2 separate regions of the Mus musculus genome follow, and region 1 is linked to region 2. The links are chromatin contacts, called in public Hi-C maps. All regions are on one chromosome and are shown on one strand. Each heading gives the region's core, a stretch centred on a gene start, on an enhancer-like site or on the middle of the called end of the contact. The rest is flanking DNA. Distances are from core to core; before and after follow the strand shown. Region 1 overlaps Zmiz1 (zinc finger, MIZ-type containing 1). Region 2 has its middle 22 kb from the start of Gm41112.

Region 1 (7,570 bases), core at 3,011-5,510, 610 kb after region 2:
TTCTTGAGATAGGTAGGTGTGCTCGGGGGACTAGAGTGGCCATGTTGGTAGCTTTCTGACTCACCAGGAAGTGCCTAACTCATCCTGCTGCTGTGTCATCGTCCCCTGTGCACCTGAAATGCGTGACTGAGCTATTTATTGGAGGAATGGCCCTTCCTTGCATTCTTTCCTTCCTAGGATGTGTGAAGGAGGAATCCCTTGTCTCTTGACGGTCTCTTCCTGGCTACTTCAGAGTCCATCCTTGGTGGCCTGAGGGACTCAGAAGCCACCCCTCCTATCTCTACTGCCCCCTCCACACACACAACCTTCTCCCCTGGTGCCTTCTAGCCATGGAAATGTTTTGTGCTCCTCAGAGTCTCCTTGTCTCACTGTGCATTCCCTGCTGGCAGCAGGGTGGACAAAGCCTCTGTTTGTCTCTTACCTCCCTGCTCTCCAGACTGCTCCTCAGGCTCCTCCCTGCATCTGGTCCTTCCCAGTTCCTGGATCTTAAAGCACTGAGCAGCCTGGGCCTGTATCTAAACCTTGCCAAGCTGCCCAGAGATCTGGCTCCCTCTGGTTTATTTGCTCCTTTTCAAGCTCAAGCCCAACCCAGACTAGTGAGGTTCAACCTTTCCTATGACCCTGTGTACTCACTGTCTTAGATGCTGAGATCCAGCCTCTGTTCCCCTGTACCCCAACTGGATCCTATCCTCATTGGCCCCCAAAAGCTGATCTCTGAAGTTCCGAACAACGCCAGGTGTCCAGGTGGTTCCCCAAATTAGAGCCTTGCTGCTTCTGCCTCCTCTGATCTCCTCTGGGAGGTGCAGAAAAAGAAGCAGATTCAGGGCCTGTCCCTGCCCCTAGGGGAGGCACACCTAGGGTCGGTCACGAGCTCGGTGCCTAGGGCTCTGCATTCCAGTCTTCGGGGCCTCTCCCGTTGTTCCCCTCCTTGCCCTAAAGGACATTGTGATAGTACCTGTTTGTGAGAGTAGTTGCTAGAAAGATCTTGAAGAGGTAGATGTGGGGAACCTGGCTCTTCTATATCCCCTCAGACCCACTTCCTGGGACCCAGTCAGTCACCAGTCCGTGTGTCTTTCCTGTATGCTTTAGTTTTCAGTAGTCATGGGCATGCCGTGCTTACTGCTCTCCCCAGTACCACTGGTACAGAGGATCCTAGCTATGTCCTCAGAGACACAGGAGAGCAAACTGTCTTTCTGGGGCAACCGCTGAAGAGGCACAGCTTCACCTGGATAGGAAATGGCCCTTCTCTTCCTGTCTCACAGTAGGACACTGGCTGTCCTTCCTCTGCCCCTTGGCAGCTCGGGCAAGAAGGGAGGGACAGGGCGGAATGCAGAGCCTGTACTGAGTGAGCAGGTGGCGTCATCATCTGCCCCGAGGCCTCCGTCTACCCACAGGTCTCCCATGTGTGTCTGGAGCCCATACCCACCCAGGACATTGGCTCTGCACTCTGCTCAGAGATCAGAAGTAGACAGACACAGCAAGGCCTCAGAGCCTTCCTTATTGTAGCTCTGTCAACTCTGGGGGCTGATGCTCATCATCTGATGAGCGTACCATGGGTCCGCAGTCTTCCTGTACTTCAGAGTGCTGACTCAGACCACCCTCACAGCTGCCCTGGGACCTTGTTTAGGTGTCACCTAGTGGTGGTCTAGTTTCTCAGGGTGTTGTCTCCCACTGCTCACATGGTGAGTGATAGGTTTCTGGGGCCACAATGCTACATAGACCCCTCTACCTACAAGCTACTGTTTTAAGCACCTTATATCCTGAAGAGCAGGCATCAGGGTCATACTCATCAACAGATAAAGGTTCAGAGAGAGCACGTGAGTGCTTAGCTAACAGTTGCGTGGAAGTCAGGTGGAACTGTTTGGATCTGTGATTGTCCCTTACCCTGAATACAGCTGACCCCTGAATACTGCCAGAGGAGTGTGCACAGTGCACAGAGTTGCCTCCTTGCTTGCTGGCTTATACAGGGCATCCTATCTAGTGCAGGAAGCTCTACACTCAGTAAGTGTTCAGCAGCTCTTTGTCAAATTAATATAGGTGGGCGATCAGACGCTTGGCACCTAAGGTGAGAATGAATAGGAAGGGAACCTAGTAACAAAATGCTAGTTCATTTTTGTGGAGAGCCACACACTTGATGGCATATGCCTTTAATCTCAACAATAAATAGAGGCAGGCAGAACTTGAAGTTCAAGGCCAGCATGATCTACATAACATAGTGAGTGCTGGGTCATCCAAGCTACACAGTGACACCTGTCCCCAGATGGTCAATGGATCTCCTTTTAAATTATTAACATCTATTTGTATATATATCCATGTGTGTGTGTGTGTGTGTGTGTGTGTGTGTGTGTGTGACATGAGGAGGACAATAGACAATACGAAGGAGTCTGTTCTCCTTCCAACATGTGGGTCTCAAGGGTGGAACTCAAGCCGTCAACCCTTGAGCCATCTTGCCAGCCCTCATTTGATGATCATTTTAGATGTATTGGGTTATGCATCTTTGTATACCATGTTGAGAAGTTTGGAAACAGTTTGAAATCTGGGTTGAGACTTGGAGTAGACAGTTGGGCTCCAATGTGGGTCCCACTGTTTCGTGGTGATATTAGCTGGGACACTTGGTGGAATGTTCTGATGAGCTAGTGAGGAAACTGGCTCCCTCCAGGCTGAGAGGCCAGACTCCCAGGGCTACCCGTTTCAGTGCTTGGACATGGGTGGTGTAAGGCCTGCTGCTCCAGGTGGGCGTAAGGAAGGGGCCTCTAAGGACTGTTCTCCAGGCACTGTAGACAAAAGACAGTTTGTGGCTTGATGTGTTCTGCTCTCGGGACAGTCGAACCCTGCCATGGGTCCATCGGGAGAAGAGGAAGCAGTGGGTGCCATTGTGGTCATGCCTCTGAGTGCCAGGTCTTAGATCACGGGCTTCTGTGGACACTGCTCCTGGCTGTAGTCAACTTGGGAGTGAGACTCTTAGGATAAGACGAGTGGCAACAGTGCTGGCTGTCTAGACAGTTGATAGAGCACTTCAGACCTATCTACCACAGAGAAGGGTGTAAATTAGGACCAGAACAGTCTCTGTTGCCCATCCTGGGGCAGCCTTACCTGCCACTGGTACACAGGACAAGCAGGCAAAACTGACCTTCAGGAAGCAGCTAGGCCTTCCCAGATCAAAGTGTGCTTGGTCCCACCAGGCTGGAGCACTGCAGCCCCATGGGCTCCTGCCTGGCCTGTCTGTAAACAGACCCATACTCCCTTTTTGGCTGCAAATTTCCATGTGGTGTTTGTCTCCACATAGCCCCTGTCCGTTCAAGCCTTCGTAGGCATGCACATTGCTCCTGCCCATTGTGAGGGGGCTGCTCTCAAGCTCTGTGCTCCCCAGGCTTTTAGCCAAGGTAGGGGGAGGAGGGTTCTCTGTGTCACCCCTCTTTCCCTCCTGGTCACTGGATTGTGGCCTTCCAGGCATGAGAAGACATAGTTAACAAACACCTCCTTCCCATTTCCATTGCCAGTCCTATGCCTTCATTATCTTTCCAGAAACCAGTCCACTTGGGATAGTGAACAACCTTGCCCTTTACCTGTAGGGCAGCCTCCGGTAACCAAGGAAAACCCTAAATCCCACAGCAGCCTGGCTGGTACCCAGAGGGCAGGGCTAAGATAGTGAGGCGTGTCACAAGCAGCCGGTCGGCATCCATCCTTTGTGCTGGCAGCAAGCCTCCTAGAGCTGCAACCCTGTGGGCCTCGTGCTTGGCGTGCAAATGAGCTTCTAGGTGCCTGCTCCTCTGTGCAAGAAGCCGAACCGAGGCCCAGAGAAAGAATGGAGCAATCTGAAAACATACCTGTTCCTGATCCAGCCTTTCTGGATAGGCGGCTTTCCCTCCTGGCACGCTTGAACACTGGGCACCCACTAGGAGCCTCACCGGCTTCCCAGCAGATGCGTGCCAGGGGCAGGGTCCTCCCTGTGTTGGTGACACTGAGAACACCCACAGAGAAGGACAAGCTGCATCAGCATATCCACCAGCCTCTAGGGGAGACACGGGTGCTCTCCTGAGGGCTACAGTCCCACTTCCATCCTTGGTCAGGAGCTTTTGGACACTGGCAAGATGAGCAAGCACCTGGTGGCACGGCCCCAGTGATAGCCGTCGGAGCTGTGGGCTGAGAGAGGACCCGTGCAGGGCCTGGCAGCTTGAAGCACCCAGCACTCCTGGTCAGATTGCATCGGGCATGTCCCCCAGTGTTAGCAGTGCTGACTTCAGCTTCCTTATTTAAGTGGGAGGAGTCAAGAGAGGAAGGTCAACTGCGGCTTATCTGCTGAAGGCAGATTTTCCAGAGCAGGGACGCTGACTCGACCTCTGGAAAGTCACTCTGGCTTTGAGCACTGAGTGACAAAAATCCATACCCCTCTTTTTTTTTCTCTCTTTCTTTCTTTTTTTTTTTTTTGGTGAAAAAAAATATTTTTTAATAGACATTTTCCTTATTTACATTGCAAGTTTTATCCCCTTTTCTCATTTCCCCTCTGAAAACCCCCCATCCCACCCCTCACCCCCACTCCTGCTTCCCTGTCCTGGCATTCCCCTACACTGGGGCATAGAGCCTTCACAGGACCTAGGGCCTCTCCTCTCATTGTCCTACAAGGCCATCATCTGCGGCTGGAGCCACACCCCGATTTATCTCCAAGTACTCTGAGACTTACAGGGGATGTGGTGACAAGCCCAGCCTTAACCTTGTCCCTTTCCTAAACTTGGCTGTATCCTGAAAGGACCTTAAGGAAACTTTTAGTCCCTAGTGGTGACACTGGGATGAAGAGAGGACAATTCTTTCCCCCTGCATTGGTCACTGTAGTCTTGGGCTGGTGGCAGAGACTCTTGCACATGCTGCCTTGGCTGTCTCTAGTGCAAACACACACACACTCACACCTCACACTCACACACTACCACCCTCTGCTATGGAAACCTTCAATCCTTCCAAGCATTTGAGTCCAATGAGAGTGAGTGCGTGCATGTCTGTCTGTCTGTCTGTCGGTCGGTCTGTCTAAGGTTGATGTGTACTCAACAGGAGAGTTCTGGCTGGGGGGTTTCAGAGTCTAGCGAATGCTTCTGGGTCTTCAGCAACTCCAAGAAAGCTCTAAGTTATGTCTACACTTTACAGTTTCTAACACACCCATGGGAGCACTAAATGTCCTGAGTATGTGGTAATGGGGTTCCCTAGAAGTGCCTGCTCATACCCTGATCCAAGGCCTCTGTTGGCCTTTTCCCCTCATCTCACCCTTGGCTCCGTCTTCTCTTCATTGTCGGGACTGTTCTTTGGGGCCTCTCAACCTGGTGGCCATTCCAGCTGGCCCTTGTAGTGGACTCGTGTCACAAATGATTCTGATTTTGCCTTTGGTCCATTTTATAGTTTAAAACACTGAGGCCTACCAGGAAGCCTTAGAAATTTCCCAGGAGCAAAACCGGCCTCATAAACGCCACGTCTGGGAAGGATGCAGAGGGGGCTCGAGTGTGTCCACTGACCATCTGTCTTTGCTTGCAGCCCTGCTGTCCTCCTGGTGTGAAGAACTTGGCCGCCTGCTGCTGCTGCGACATCAGAAGAGCCGCCAGAACGACCCCCCTGGGAAACTGCCCATGCAGCCCCCCCTCAGCTCCATGAGCTCCATGAAACCCACTCTGTCGCACAGGTGAGCATCCAGGTGCCTTCTGGCCTGGGGTCTGGGGGTGGGGACCTCCTGTGGTGTAATACCTAGGGCGGGGCCTCTGAGAAGCAGTTGGCCTTTAAATCCTCCTAAATGGCTTGCGTCTTCCCGTCAGTCAGGGATGAGAAGACGTTTTTCCCCACCTTGTCCTTCAGATGCCTCTATAGAACATTAAGAATCATGAGTTTGGAGCCTTCCCTCTAACCAAAGCAGGAATTTAAGCACTCTCAGGGAAACTGAAAGCCAGTTGGGTCTCAGGACACTCCAGGGCTATGGCCTCACCTCACTGTAGAGCAGAACCAGGCCACACCCATTATACTGGAACAAGTGAAACTGAGCTGGGTCTGCCAAAACCCTAGATCCTAGGCAGGAACAGGCTTGCAAGACTGGCAAGCACCTAGGAACTGGCCAGGCTCCCCTGCACCAGCCTCAGAAAAGCACGTGGTGAGACTGGCAATTCCCTGTTAATTATCTCGCAGGCGCCTTGCTGAGCTGATGCTCTGAGTATTCTGTGGGCTGACCCTGCAACAACAGGGCCCGTCATGCTGTCTGCACTCCCCTTGTGGGTCCTCGCTAATGACTGGGGCCTCTGCAGTCGGCTCAGCTCTCATTATTCTGCCTGGCCGAGAGACCTGAAGCCCAGAACATCCTGTAGTCAGTTCTGGACCGCCGGGCACTGCCAGAACTTGGTGTCAACCTTGTCCTCTAAATCGAAACCAGAGAGGACCTCAAGCACACATCAAAGCCAAGTGCTCTGCCTGGCCAGGGTGGCCCAACTACGTTTACCTGGCATGGTCAAAAGCATTTCAGAGCATAGCAAGGCCTTATACAGCACGCTGACACTGCCTCACTAGGCTCTGCTAACCCAGCCTCTATCTCCTGTGCCAGCGTTTCCTGAGGGGGTGGCACTTGACCTGGGTAGCTGAATGCAGTGAGCATCATGGGCCCTGCCTACCTTACCTTTCTGAAGACTGCCTCCCCACTCCCTAAGCACTGCAGCACATTTGGGAAAGTGGGGATGCCGCCTTACTTGAAAACCATTCATTGCTCTAGAGAGGTAAACCTGCTTCCTTCTGCCTTCTGTTCCTTATCCCTGGCCAAGCTGTCAGTGAATAGGACTTTGGCAATTGGTCTGATGGTGGTTGACCATTTCCTTGGTGTTTGGAGGCAGACCGAGTCTCTCTCAGTGGCACAGGCTGATCTCCAACTTCTGATCCTCCTGCCTCAGCCTTCTAGTGCTAGGATTACAGGTGTGTGAGTATGTGTGTACATGTGTGAGAGCATGTACTCATGTGTGCGCGTGTGTGCGTGCGAGCCTGCCATCATATTCCTGCCATCATTTTCAGCTGTGTCTTGCTAATTCTGCCCAGCCCCTCAGAGCTTCAGAACCATCAGGACGGACTCTCATCACCCCATTAACATTGCCCCTCCCAACTTTCTTGCCTGAGTCATTTCACTGTTGGTAATGGTGATAGACCAGAATAGTGTGACTTCCCACTAGAGACTTGTCTCAGACTTGCTCGGCTGTGGCTATTCTAGCCCTGGAGGCTGGCAGGTTTTGACCACAGCCAGTCCTTTGCTAGGTCTTCATCAAGTTGAGCTGATACGGATTATCTGTCATTGAACAAAGAAAAGCAGTCTCTTTACTTAGAAGCTGACTCTGCCAACAGAGGAGGAAGGCTCCTGGGGCAAAATGAGGAGCTGGTGGATAAAGGCAGGGTAAAGAGGGAAGCCCGGGTCCTGCGTCTAGGAGCAGACAGAGATGATTGTGGAGGGCTCTGAAAGTGTCTTGACCATGGAGGATCCAAGGCTGAAGAGAAGCCACCTGCATCCTATAACCTCAATCTAGTTTTGCTTCAAAATACTGTGTGTAAAAGCCATCCAAGGTCCTGC
Region 2 (6,661 bases), core at 798-3,297:
GTCTTGCCTTCCCATTCCTATCTGAGCTCTTCTTGCCCTGGCTTCCTTTGATGGTAGACTGTAACCTATAAGACAAAATGAATGCTTTCCCCTTCGAGTTGATTTAATTGTGTCTAATCACATCAACAGAAACCAAAGGACGTGTGGTAAGTAACCATCAGTGGTCTCCAGAGCCTAAGGTCAAATTCAGTTCTAACGTGTGCCAACCCTGGTTTCATGTGCTGACTCTCAAGCTTGAATAAGTCAGGCCACCCTGGAATTGTTGTGCTAGGGAAATCAATGATCAGATGAGCATTTGTGGAATGCTAAAGACTGAGAAAGGTAATAGGGAGAAGCCAGATGTAGGGAGGGAAACCCCGGTTTCGGGCTGAATCACAACCCCTAGGCAAGCATCTCTGAAGACGAGGGAGGGAGAGGTCCTATGTTCACTGCATCCACTGAGTAAGCCTTCATGGGCTTCAGGCCACGTCTTGCTGAGGACTGAACAAGCCAAGCATCTTTATGCAAGCTTCCTCCATGAAACTAGAGATGAATGACATTAAAAGAAAGGGACTTCCCTGCATGTGGCTCCATGAGCTGTGCCTCTCCTCTCTCCTTCAACCCTGGGAAAGAGCTTACACTAAGGGGTTCCACATCCACTTCCTAGCTGCTCTGTCCTTCCTTTGGCATCCACTTCCACCCATGTTCGTATCTGACCTCGACAATTGCAGACTGGCCCTTGAAGGGTGGAGTCCAGTGATATGTGCCTTACTTCACAGGGTCTTTGTGACACTGGACCTAACGTCATTGGCTGCTCTTGAAATCTTTCTAGTCGCTCACCTTTATTGACCCTTACTGGGTTCCCCACCGTGGTCTTCCTTCTAGAATCTTCACTTATTTTTTTAACTTTAATTTTTTTAAGATTTATTAATTTACTTTATATATATATGAATGTTTTTACAGCATGCATGTGTAGCAAGGGTGCACTATGTGCATGCCTGTTGGATACCCAGCAACTAGGGTTATGAATGTGTGAGCCATGTGGATACTGGCAATAGAACCCAGGTCCTCTGCAAGAGCACCGAGTGATCTTAACCTCCGAGCCATCTCTCTAGCTCCTTGGCACCTTTATTAGCTAGGTCCTCCCCTTGCTTGTTATGTGAGCCTTCCAGTACATCACCTCAAGCTGGCGCTCCCACTTCTTTCCCTGAGTAAGAGAGCCAGGTCCCCACTGCACATCCCCACTGTGGGCAGCCCAGGCCTCCACATCAGCCGTGGGAAGCTGATTGCCTTGTGTTCAAGTCATCTCACTGTTGTGCCAGGATCAAGCAGGTGTCCTGGGAGCCATTATGTGCCCTCTGCTCTTGCATTCCCCTCCTGAATTTGAAAGTTCCTGCTGTTTTTATACCCCCGAATAGCTTCCAACTTTATTTCGGCATTTCTGCCAGTTTCTACATTTCCCAAGTCCTTACCACCTCTCACCTCCCAAAACCTGGCCCTGATCCACATAAAGCATCCAGAATAATCCTTTGAAAAAAATAAATGTGAACACGTTCCTCCTGCTTAAACCCGTTCTGTTCTCCCACCTGCCCATGCTCCAGACTCCCAGCTGTCCTGCAGCCTCCCGGGGCCTGGCACCTTCTCCTTCCACCTCACCATCTGCACCATGTGGTCCTCACCCTGCCTGATACTCAGGATTCCAGGCAAACCCACTCCTTGCCATTCCAGATACTTGGCAGTCTGGGTTACAGGCCAGCTCCTGAGCATATGCAGGCTCCTCTCCCTGCCACAGCTAGCTTTCTCTCTGGCCTATCTACTTGGCTCACCTGTCTTGAATCTGCCTCTTAAAGTCAGGTATTCCCACCCACAGATCACTCCAGCGAGATGGGGGTTCCTGTTCTGAGCACCCCATCACCACCTTAGTAGTAACTAGACACGTCCATTCCCAGGGGACCAGGAATATCCAGCAACTGTCCTGGTCGCTTTTTCCACAGGTAACCACACCCACAAGAAGAACTGCACGCAGCTAGCACAGTGGACGCCTCTGGCGTCTAGAAGGGAGTGGAAGGCACAACTGGCATTAAAGCACAAGAGCATCTTGACTCTTCCCCTTAAGAGTTGTGGACTCTTGGGTGGGTCCTTAATACTTTGAACCTCTGTTCCATCCCCTCTAAGGCAGCAGGAGCCCCTATCAGCTCACCAGAGGCTGCTAGAGGACAGTCTGAGGGGGCATCCTGTAGAGTGTTTTGCCCAGAGGCTTTTTTGGTCACAGAGGATGCTGACACTCCCAATGGAAGGGACACATACCATTCTGCTCCCTTCTCTTGGTGCTCCAAGAAGGTTGACGCTGTCATTCTGGTTTTTCCTGTTGAGGGACTGTTGCAAGATACTAAAGAGTATTTGCAGGAACATGCAGCCATCAGATAGAAGTCACCAGATCAGGACACCTCCCTAATGATGAGAACAAGGGGAACCCTCTTTGGAGCTTCAGGATAGAGGTTCCAGCAAGATCAAGAAACCTGTTGTGCAGAGGGCAGGCATGCTTTTATTGTCCTTTGGCTAACTTTCATAATGCCAACCAAGCAGAGAGTGTCTTGAACAATTCCAAGTCACAAGAAAGAAACCTGGAGAATGTAGATTTGGGAGATTCCTTCACACGCTGAGAGGAAAGTCCGAACTAACTGCCTAGTCAGAAACTTCCAAAACAAACTGCTCTTCCCAACAGAGGCTCCTCAGAGGGAAAGAACATGTCAGGGGTCTAGATATGACTAGTTGCCCTGTTTTATGCTCATTGTAATCTGTGTCTTTTGTATTCCTGAACCCCCACATGCCTCTCCTGTGAAATGTGGTAAGTATTTATACCTAGGGCTTACATGAAGGCATGACCAGCAAGCATGAATGTCCCTCTCCCTGGAATCTGAAGATAATGGGCAAAAAGCAAGTCCCTACTGGATCTTTCAAGGAACTATATCCACCTGGCACAATGGTGTCCCTCTAGCTGGTCAGTCTTGGCACAGCGGAGTCTTTAAAAACATGTTCCACAGAATCCCTAAGCATTTACCAAAATAGCAGTAACCAATTTCTATCACCACAATCTATTTCACAGCCTTAGGCCCACCTTGCTTTCCTCTTGGGCTGGTTTTTTGGTACAAAGAGAAAGAAACATCCAATGCATACACTGTCCTTTTGTTAGTTATGTTTGTCCATGAGCCATACAGTGACAAGTGCTGGGGCAGACAAGTCCTGTGCCAGCTCACCAGAGCTCAATGCTAGGGAGTCAGACCATGGCCTTCATGCTGAGAAAGAAACCAAGAGTGAGTGCCCTTCTGATGTGTGGTACAGAAGAGAGGCACGGTCCCCAGATGTATGCCTAGTACCATGAACGTCACCTTACTTGGTCGCATTTAGAGAGAGGATCTTTGTAGGTGCAGTTAACATGAGGATTATTTAGATAAAGTCATTCTGCAGTATCCAGTGATATATGTACTTATAAGAGATAGAGTAGGGGAAACAGAATCAGGGCGAAGACCGGCCCTAGGACATCAGAGGCTGGTGTAGGAATGCAGTGCCAGCAAGCTAGGAGGGAGATGGGTATGCAAACTATCTCATAGCCACCAGAGAGCCAAAATGCTCAATACCTTGGACTCACCCTTTGTGCCTCCTGGATGGTAGAAAGATAAATCTCTGTTATTTAACCTACATGGATTTGTGGCTCTCTGTTTCATTGACCTAAAGAAAGTAAAACAGGCGTCTGGCCCAACTTTCAAGAAAGTTGTCTTGAAGATGCAAAAGGAGGTGACTTAGGAAAGGAGCCTTGAGGTCAAGAGAGAGGCTGGGGGTAAGAAGGGAGAAAGGTAGAAGGCATTCAAGAGAAGTAAGCAACAGCTAGACTGAGAGGCTACCAACCAGGAGGAGGTAGAGAGCCACATGGGATCCAGCAGTCATTCAGGACTACTGACGGCTGACTCCACGATAGGTCTGCTCTTCAAAGACAACACTCTGCTTCCCCCCAGAAGTCTAAGTACTGTGGTCAAGGGTTTGTCTAAATAACCCAGCAGTGAGTAACCTGGCCAGCATGAGCTTGGAAAGTCTGCTCAGGAACCCATGGGCAAGAATGGATCAAGAACTAAACACAGGAGCTCAGAATGCCCGTGTGGCAGCAGTATCAGACTAGGATTGTAGGAGCTGGCCTGGACAAAGGCCACACTGGCATACAACTTAGGGGGTGTAAGGGGATGTTATCAACAGAGCTTCAGCTTCCTGTTGCATGAGCAAGAGACCCTAGGAGGCTGCCCAGGTAAGGGTATATAAGTGGTGGTACAGTTCTACTGGCTACATAATGGGGGGGGGGTCTTAAGTCTATAATGAGTTTGGTTTGGGGACACATCGCATCCTCATGGGACTGCTGAGAACTGACTAAAGCAAGTATGTGGCCTGCACAGGACCCAGCCAGAGGGTGCTCAGTATAGGCTGGACCCCAAACACCATCTGTCCGACCATATTATGCCACATTCTGCAGCAAGAAAATCATGCCCCAGCCCTCATCAGCATCCACGTAGTCCCAGGGAAATCAATCGGTCTGGCTCCAGCTGTCGAAACTAGAAGCAGAAAGGAACCTTGGACAAATAGTCCTCAGCTCAGCACATTTCTCCATCTGGGAAGAAAAGCAGGTGGATGGGGAGGGGAACCAGGCCATCAGAAGGTTATGAGGCCATAAATAAGAGATTTGTGGTAAATAAGCTGGTGAACACATCCGCTGGCTGCTCTTTTTATCACTCACCTAGAGAGCAGAATTCCCCCGCATCTTTTCTGCAGGCCAATAAATATCCTTCAAGGAGCCCCATATTTACATAGCAAGCAAGGAGGGAGGGAGGGCACTGCTGTTACCCAGGTTCCATGTCAAGAAGGAACAATATATGATCCTAAAGAGAATGGCTTTGCAGGGGATCAATGCAAATGCAGTTTCTTTTCCCAGGGTGATGCTCCTGGGCAGAGTTCAGCCCAAGTTCAAGGATTGCACTCAGGAGCACCGGATGCTGGATGCCATGCAGGTGAGTCTCTCCCCTAGGATGGGTTCCCAGCATGAGCTACTGGTTCTGACACTCTGCATGCTGGCCACTACCACCCAATACCACCCCTACACACACACACACACACACACACACTCATGCACACACACACACACACACACACACACACACTCACACAGACACACACACTCACACACATGCACATTGCACACACATGCACATATACACAGGCACACCCAAGCATGCACAGGCATACACACACACAGACATGTACAAACACAGGCACAGGCACATGCACACACACACACAAGCATGCATACATACACACACATACACATGCACACACACACACACACACACACACACACACACACACACACGACATAGAGGATACATAAGGGATCCCAAATTCAACCACCAGGTGTCATTGTACAAAAGGATTCTCTGGTGTGTGTCAGGCACAGAGGGTAAATAGAGGCAAGGGCAGATAGACTGCACAAGGAGCAGAAACGGCAGCAACTTCACCTGGAGCACAGAAGGCAGCCAGCGGAGCTGACACGTATCCGGGACTTCCGCTGGGCTTAGAAGATGAGTGAGTATCAAATGGAGGAGAACAGATAGTACAGCCTTGCTCACAGACTCCAGGTCAGGCCATGTGATCCCGGCATGGGAGGAGGTGGGCGAGCATCTTCCAGAGCACAGTGGGAAGGAGGCCCAGATGGCTTTGTGGGATGTGGCCCCATGTCTCCTTCAGCCCCCAGGGACTCTGTCCTTCGGGTAACAGGACTACTTGAGGGTTTGAGGCAGGATGGTGGTGTCCCAGTGGACTCAGATTTCTGGGAAAAGCAGTCAACTATTTCCCTCATGACAATGAAGGTCATCTGAGAACAACGCCTATCTCAAGTAAGTCAGCTGGACATACCTCTCCCGCATCTTCCCACCTTCGGAATGAGCCAGGAGTGGGGCCCTACAGGCAGGCCCGTGCTGCTCATCCTGAAAAGGAAGGAAGACATAGAGGGATGGCCTGTAGGTAGTTTACCCAAGGTCACCCAGATGCCAGGCGGCTGAGCTAAGATTCCAACCTGAGTACAGTAGAGCCTGCTGTCTATGGCTTCCCTTGTCTTGACAAGTAAACTTGCGGTTGGCCAATCACAATCTGAAAATGCTAAATAAAAAAAATTACAGAAAGAGACTGCACACAGGCTTTTTAATGTATTCTGTGCCATTCGGAGTAGCATGATGAAATCTTATATTGCCCGACTCTGCTTTGCCCAGTTATGAATCATTCCTACAGCCGGTGAATACATGTTACATCCACTATCCACCCATTAGTCATTTCATGGTCTTCTTAGTTCTCAGGTCAATTGCCATATGAGGGCTTGTGCTTAAATGCCGCATTAAAAAAATAGTTTGAGAGGGAGCAAAAGAGAGGCAGCTCACTCACATAACTCGCTACAATATATTGTTACAACTGCTCCGTTTTGTTACCAGTTGTTGTGCCTCATCTTTCATGGTGCCTAATTTATAAATTAACCACTGTTGAAGGCACTACACGTAGAGAAAACAAATCATGCCCTGGGCTGTGCCTGATCCGTGCTCTGAAGCAGGGAGAGACTTGAAGCCTGTTCCCAGCAGATGGGGTGTAGGAAGGG

Evidence for each region. A called contact is a pair of places that touch in the nucleus more often than the background predicts.
Region 1: a contact with region 2 is called in a Hi-C map of epidermal suprabasal cells, with 4 times the contacts expected there. The contact joins two enhancer-like sites. A contact is called at or near these places in 1 of 15 datasets of contacts at CTCF or cohesin (large pre-B cells), 1 of 484 Hi-C or Micro-C datasets (epidermal suprabasal cells), 1 of 115 datasets of contacts at active chromatin or transcription factors (embryonic basal ganglia) and 1 of 9 other capture datasets (embryonic stem cells).

Annotation. Positions count from the first base shown.
Region 1 is chr14:25,630,356-25,637,925 of GRCm38.p6, forward strand. Zmiz1 (zinc finger, MIZ-type containing 1) reads left to right here. Exons shown (of 24, transcript NM_001310666.1): 7 at 5,518-5,662. Among named protein-coding and RNA genes, the nearest start is that of Gm52102, 27 kb to the right of the region's middle. Within about 2 kb of position 4,261, at least 79 of the 459 cell types and tissues checked have an H3K27ac peak or open chromatin away from gene starts, as enhancers often do. A contact at or near this core is called in epidermal suprabasal cells, where this site is marked.
Region 2 is chr14:25,025,659-25,032,319 of GRCm38.p6, forward strand. No RefSeq gene overlaps it. Among named protein-coding and RNA genes, the nearest start is that of Gm41112, 22 kb to the right of the region's middle. Within about 2 kb of position 2,048, at least 7 of the 459 cell types and tissues checked have an H3K27ac peak or open chromatin away from gene starts, as enhancers often do. A contact at or near this core is called in epidermal suprabasal cells, where this site is marked.